Regions from separate parts of the Mus musculus genome. Here region 2 is linked to region 1. The links are chromatin contacts, called in public promoter capture Hi-C maps. All regions are on one chromosome and are shown on one strand. The core of a region is the stretch at or near the end of the contact, and the rest is flanking DNA. Distances in the headings are between cores, read along the strand shown. Region 1 holds the start of Sh3pxd2b (SH3 and PX domains 2B). Region 2 holds the start of Kcnmb1 (potassium large conductance calcium-activated channel, subfamily M, beta member 1).

The links. Promoter capture Hi-C pulls out the DNA fragments that hold promoters and counts their contacts.
Region 2: a promoter capture Hi-C map of hippocampal neurons shows a contact between it and region 1, with 5 times the contacts expected there. The contact joins the promoter of Kcnmb1 here to the promoter of Sh3pxd2b in region 1.

What each region holds. Positions count from the first base shown.
Region 1 is chr11:32,346,187-32,349,579 of GRCm38.p6, forward strand. It overlaps Sh3pxd2b (SH3 and PX domains 2B), which reads left to right and starts at 1,654. Exons shown (of 13, transcript NM_177364.4): 1 at 1,654-1,782. The coding sequence starts at 1,708.
Region 2 is chr11:33,961,430-33,964,822 of GRCm38.p6, forward strand. It overlaps Kcnmb1 (potassium large conductance calcium-activated channel, subfamily M, beta member 1), which reads left to right and starts at 1,584. Exons shown (of 4, transcript NM_031169.4): 1 at 1,584-1,897; 2 at 3,248-3,393. The coding sequence starts at 3,272. It also overlaps a transcript of Kcnip1 not described here.

The DNA of each region.
Region 1 (3,393 bases), core at 404-2,903:
GCCACAAAAAGGAAGGAGGTTCTGAAGCAGGTAGCAAGGACGCAGATGCACCTTGTGGGTGCTTAACTAAAATGAGGCGGACACCCAAGGACAAAAGCTGCAAGGCTGAACTGTTGTGAGCGACCCAGAGTGATCCGACTCACACTCAGAAATCAGCCGGCAAGGGTGGGAGGTGGAGGATGGGGGCAAGGATGACGGGACAGGGAAGATGATGGCATTACTACAGCTACAGGCAGAGCTGGGGAACTGGGAAGTGGGAGGAGCTAGCTGATTCAGGTACATCCAACTTCTACAGTCTGTGCTTCTGCTTTGTGCAGGACATGAGAGAAACCAGCGGGTGCCTTGGGTGGCAGCTCTGCTGGGGAAGCACCTTAGGATCTGGTGCACTGGAGGGAATTACTGGGCCAGGGAGGGCCCTGGTTCCAAATGGATGCCACTCTCCACAATCTCCGAGTGGGTCAGTAAGAACAGCTTAATCAAGAGCGCCAAGAAGATAGTCCTGTGCCTGAGGCAGCACAAAGCCATCTTTGGTACAAAACTGGCTTTGGTAAAGACAATCCTCCCGCCTTGGCCTGGTACCAATCAAGTAACCCCTTCTATTAGTGAAGCCCATCCAGACCAGCCTTCAAGGCCAGAACAGCAGAAAGCACGGACAAAGAAGCCAAAAAGGCAATAGAGGGGTTTCCAGAGGGATTCAAAATAAAGTAGTCTGCAAGGCCTGCCTGGACTGACGAGAACTCTCCCTTAAGAAATTCCTCGACTGATCTATGGGTGGGGAGGTGCCTGAAGGGGAACCCCTGCTTCGTGGCTGAGAAACCACTACCTGCAGTCTGAACTTCCTATCCATGGTGTTATGTGTGTCCATCCATCCATCCATCCATCCATCCATTCATTCAGCCAGCATCTGTTAGTTACTGAGCGCCCAGCCAATGCTAGGATGAGCTAGAGAAAAGAGATGTGGAGCCACTTGTAGCTTTGCTTTGCTTAGTGTGGGGCAACCATGGGTTGGACCCACCTGCTCCATGAATCTAGAGGCTGTCCTCAGGTCCTCTGTAAAAGGCGATTAACCATCCCCTCCTGACCCCCAACTCCCAGGTGTTGTGAGATTTTAAGTGAGCATCCGTGATAATGACAGGGCACAGGGCCAGGTGTGGACTCAGTCCCCCACGGGGTCAGGGGCTTGCTACCTACCCAGCATCCCTGCTCTCTTTCACCTTCGCAGCCCTGTGCAGGGCTGCCAGGCCATTTTTGCAGTTTTTCCTCTCCCTGTCATAGACAGTAAACCCAAGAGACCTAGTGACCACCTCTCCCTGACCCCCAGCCCCCGCCCCCAGCCCTGGGGGCAAGCGATCGGATTTATAGCGACTGGCACGCCAGCGGTTCTCACACACCGAGGGGGATGGGCAACCTCCCTGAGCCCTTAACGGGAATGGAGAGCTCGAGCAAGATGCTTGGGTGCCTGGGTTTAGAGTCGCCAGGCCCGGGCGCGGGGGGCGGAGCGCGCCGTCCCGCCGGGCGCGGGGACAAAGGCCCGCGGGCGGACGTGGCCGGGCCGGGCCGGGAGGGCCCTTTAAGCAGGGTGGGCGGGCGGCGTGGAGGCGGGCAGGGGCGGGGCGCGGAGGGCGGTGGCGGCGGCGGCAAGTGCTCGGCGGCAAGGATCGCTTTGGCCCGGCCCGGCCCGCACGGCGCTGGGCGCGGAGAACGGCCATGCCGCCGCGGCGCAGTATCGTGGAGGTGAAGGTGCTGGACGTGCAGAAGCGGCGCGTGCCCAACAAGCATTATGTGAGTCGGCGTCCGCGCCACGCGGCGATCCCAGCCCCGCGCAGAACTTGTGCCCCGCGCCCTCACCGCCGTCTCCCCACGCGCCCCGGGTCCCCGCGCCCTCCCTGCTGTCTGTCTCCCCACGAGCCCTTGGTCCCTGTGCCTTCCCCGCCATCTCCCCGCTCGCCCCTTGGTCCTCGCCATCTCCTCGCGAGCTCTCGCCTTGCCCACCCGTACAAAAGTCTGGCCCCAGCCGCTGCTGCAGACTAAGACAGAAACCAGGAGAGAAACCCACGGAGCCGTGGGTCTCAGGCCACCCTCCTACCCAGAGGCGCCCAGCCTCATAGGATTAGCGAACCTAGCCCTTCATCCTTCTGTGCATGGGTCATTTGAGCGCCCCTTCCCTGTAACTTCCGCTTAACAATGTGGGAAAGTTTCCCCAGGAGTAACCCCCCTCTGTGACAGGAGAATTTTGTTTGGAGCTGCTAAGGTGTGGAGGAAATGGGTCCCTGGCATCATTTTGCAGATGGGAACGCTGAGACTCAAAGGCTGAGGATTCTCAAACGTGGACGATGGGCCTGGGGCCCACGGTGACCCTCAAGTGGGAAGTGGCCTCTCAGGCTGCTTGGGGACTTTGTTGGAGGTTGAGGTGGCCTTGGTTCCACCTCAGAGGTTCTGGGTAGTAGGACAGTGGATTTAGAGGAGGCCCTGGGGACTTCACTCCAGGTGTGAGGGGGACTGGCTTCCCTGTGGCTGTGCCAGTCCTGAAGAAGTTAACCAGGAAAGAAAAAAGCAAGAGGGAGGGAAAAAAAAATCCTAACAAAGAAGTGAGGAACAATGACTAGAGAGGGCGTTGGCTGGAGAAAGGCTGGCCAGGGGCCTCCCTGGAAGCCCCTTTGGATCTATTTGTTTAAGAGATCCATTCTTACAAAGCAGACAGCTATACATGCCTTCCCTGAGTCGCCCATAAAATTCTGAAAGGAGATGGCCGGGTATCCACTGTACTCTACAAGAAAGGGTGTGCTGTGTTCCAGTGTATTGTTATAGTCTAGGCCTTCAGTAACTCAGCCCTGGGCCAGCCAGCGGGGGGCTGCTTCCTGGACCTGTGGTATCTTTAAATAGAGCTAAGTTTTCCCTGCTTCAGAGCTCAGCTAAATTGTCTTGGTTTCCCCACCCCCACTCCCTTTCCCCCCCCCCCCCCCCTTAACTATTTCAAATGCTGCCAAGTCTTGGTTTCTTGTTGAAGCCTGTTGAGTTGCCTCTTGGGTATGGGACAGTTTTCAGCAACACACCAACTGGAGGAAGTCTGAAATTCTCCTCCATGCCGCCTTCCACCAGATCCGACAAACCAGAATAGATAGAACCACCAAGGACTGGGTGTCACCTTCTACTCCCTTGTGGTGTCACACATGTTTAGTGGTGGTCTTCTCAAGTCTGTTTCAAGGATGGGGCAGCTAACAGTAAGGAGCAGAGCAGGCCTGTTGGACCAAAGACGTTGGCCCGTCAGACCACGCCCCTTTCCACATCCCACACACCCACAGAGGCCCTGGACAGAACGCTCCCAAAACCTGGGAATCAGCTCAGACTTTTGTGGCTTTGAGGGGTACCCCTGAGGTTCTAGCCAGTTGTCCA
Region 2 (3,393 bases), core at 334-2,833, 1.6 Mb after region 1:
GGCTGGTGGGCAAGAATCAGTGTTGCACCTACAGAGGACTAAGTTCAAATCTCCAGTACCTGTGTAATAAACTGTTCATAGTTAGGTGCCCCAGCACTCAGCTCCAGGCTCAGTGAAAGAACCCTTCCCCCGTTTTTTTCATGACAAGGTTCCTCTGTAGCCCTGGCTGTTCTGGAACTCTCTATAAGGGGCAGCCTCGATCTCACTGAGATCCACCTGCCTCTGCTTCCTGAGTGCTGGGATTAAAGGCGGGTCCCACTGCTGCTCAGCCGAAAGGTCCTTCCTGAGGTGGGCCAGATGGAGAAAAACACCCAATGTCTCCCTTTGGTTTCCATGAATGCATGCATGTGTGAAAATATCAAGTACACACACATATACACAATATCATACACACATAATACACACACCATACCTATCCAAACACACACATATCACACACACATGCACAAATCATTTAAGCACCACACACACATGCAGGCACATGCACACTAATAAATCTCCAGTTGCTATGAGGCAACTAAACAGGTAGTTGTCTCTCTAGTTAGAGTCAGTGACTAAAGGGGGATGGGGTGCTGTTCACCCCCCAGAGTGTCAAGGAGCCTTGAGTGACAACTTTCTTTCTGGGCCTTAGAGGGCCCTGATTATCAGGTGTTAGGCTTAGGTGAGAGGTGCTAACACCTAGTGATCAGGAATATCTAAGATGCACCCACTGCCCTGGGCCTGGGGACACCAGAGGCTACTTCTAGAACTTTAGGTGGCTGGAGACATAACAGAGGTATGGTTTGAGGTGTTAGAACAGTCCCTTGGTGGCAGAGATGGCTGGGATTTGACACTGGGAGGGGCCAACTTCCAATCTGTCTCTGTTCATCAAGTAGAGAAACTCTGGACCAGGCATCAAGTTCTGTGCAGATGACTAGCAGGGCACCAAGGTGTAAGGAGGGCGGGGCGGGGGCGGGGCCGGGGTTGGGGCAGGGGTGGGGCGGGGCTTGTTCTTGCTTTCCCAACTCTTACAGTGCTCTCTTTATCCACAAGGACCCGGAGTGCAAAAGCAGGTTTGCCCCCCACCCCTACCTCCAGTACCAATGTTCAGTTGTCGTATTGGCTGCAATAACTTTCTGCCTATGAAGCAGAGTCAGTCTGTGGGAGGTCCCCAGCATGGCACTGTCCCTGGACCTGGACGGCTGGCCGGAAGCAGCTGTGGGACCCACCGCTACCAGCCTCAGCCCCAGTGGTCTTTAAAAGGCGGAATTTCCTCCTTTCTCTGAACTCCATCTCTAACTTAACAATCCAGAATAAAGTTAAGTTTTCAAAATGCTATTAATTATAGAAGGGAGAAGACAGAGGTCCAGAGAGGTTCAGTGACTTGTTCAGAGTCACACAGGAAGTCAGGGACAAAGGTGGGAGGCTTTGGCTGCACTGGTGTGGATATAACATGGGCTAGTGACAAGCCCAACCCCTCTACCTCCCTCCCCTGCACTACACAAGGAAGATCATTTCCTATTCCTGGCTTCTCTGCCAGCCTGAAAGACGGAGTGTAGAAGAAACATTTTTGTACATATATCAGGATGGCCTTGTGGGGTGGGTAATGGCTTTTGCTGTTTGACATCTGTTTCCCAGGAGACTCTGGGAAATGCAGGGGCAGAGTCCCCAACAGCAGCTGAGGGCTGTGAGGCTAGGTACCTGCTTGTGGAGTTTTTATCCCGGGGCAAGCTGTGTGCTCAGACTTGACCATGTTTGGGCATGGAGGCTCGACCCAGATGGGACTGAGACTGCTTCCCTGGAGACCAGCTGGGAGACCAAACTTCCTGCTAGAGCTCCCAGGCCTGACTTGGGGTGGGGGTGGGGGTGGGGCGAGTGGAGAGAAACCATCTGCCAGCCAGCGGAGACCCAGAGAACTGTGAGTGCTACATCCCAGAGAGCTTGGGAAGGGCTTCTAGGAAGCCGGGGCTGAGGGGAGATGGTGGGAGACAGCAGCCTGTGATGGCATGGATAGGGTGGTGAAAATCCCTACCTCTCCTGATGCCCATCAGAGTTCTGGCACCGGAGGGCCTGCCTGGCCTGTTGACCCTGGTCTGGGCGTCTCTTTTGTGGCCAGCCAGTCAGGACCAGTGTTGTCACTTGTCATCAGGATAGGGATCGACAAACAGGCCTGGCAGAGTGCACCAAGCTCCTTCAATTCCTCAGTTAATGATGGCGCCTGTTTATGGAGGGCATCACTTATTTATGAGGTGACGCTCAGCAGTGTTGGTGGGTCTACATCAGGACCCTGAGGAGGGCACTATTGTTCTTGTTTTAACAGTCATATGGTTGCTAAGTAGAAAAGCCAGGACTCGGTCTTATATCTGATGGCCTCTCTTCTCTAAACTCCCCCAAAACCCTTACATACTCTATCCCCAGTCCTTCTAAGGAAGAGATCAACAACCCAACAGTTATGCCACATAGGACTCTTCTTTAACCCTTTCCAACTTTCCTAGATCAAGCCCAGACCTCAGGTGACTTTTCTACAGAATTCCATCCAAGGAGTCCTGAGATACTTAATGTTTCACATCCGGCATAGTCTCCCTGAAATCTCTTCTGTTATCATGGAAACCCATTTCTTCCTGTCTCAGGCCACAGTGCATATCAGAGCTTCATATCCTTCTTGCTGGAGGTTCTCATTAGGCCCATCCCAGATTCCCACCTAAGCTTTACATTTAAACTGAACTCACTTCATGTAGCTGGTGAGCCATCGGGACATTACAGGCACAACCAGTCACAGGAGCGAGACCTCTCAGGAACAGGTGACATCCTTCCTTCCTTTCCCTTCTGAGCTTCCATGCTGTAGCCTTGAGCAGACTCCTGCTGTCATTTATCTTGGGAATGCTCAGGAGTCTAGGAGGGCTCACTGGAAAAAGCCAGCACCACAAGGAAATCCCCTCAAGTGTACTGGGCTTCTCCTGGAGATAATTGGTGATAATGGATCCTGAGTATTTAAAAGCTAACTGTAGGCTGTTACCAGAGGCCAGAGCAGACCTCTGTAAGAAAGCTCCATGTAAGTTGCAAAGCTCCACGTATTATCATACTTAAATAAGAGCAATGTTGTTATTTGGTTGCATCCCCTCATGCCTGCCTGCCTTCCTTCCTTCCTTCCTTCCTTCCTTCCTTCCTTCCTTCCTTCCTTCCTTCCTTCCTTCCTTCCTTCCTTCCTTCCTTCTTATGAACCTATCACTTGGGCTAATCTCACTTCTCTTTGCCTTCTTGGTGCTAGAAATGACTGTTGCCTCCAGTGGCCATGGGGAAGAAGCTGGTGATGGCCCAGAAGCGCGGAGAGACACGAGCCCTCTGCCTGGGAGTGGCAATGGTAGTGTGTGCTGCCATCACCTACTACGTCCTGGGTACAACTGTGCTGCCCCT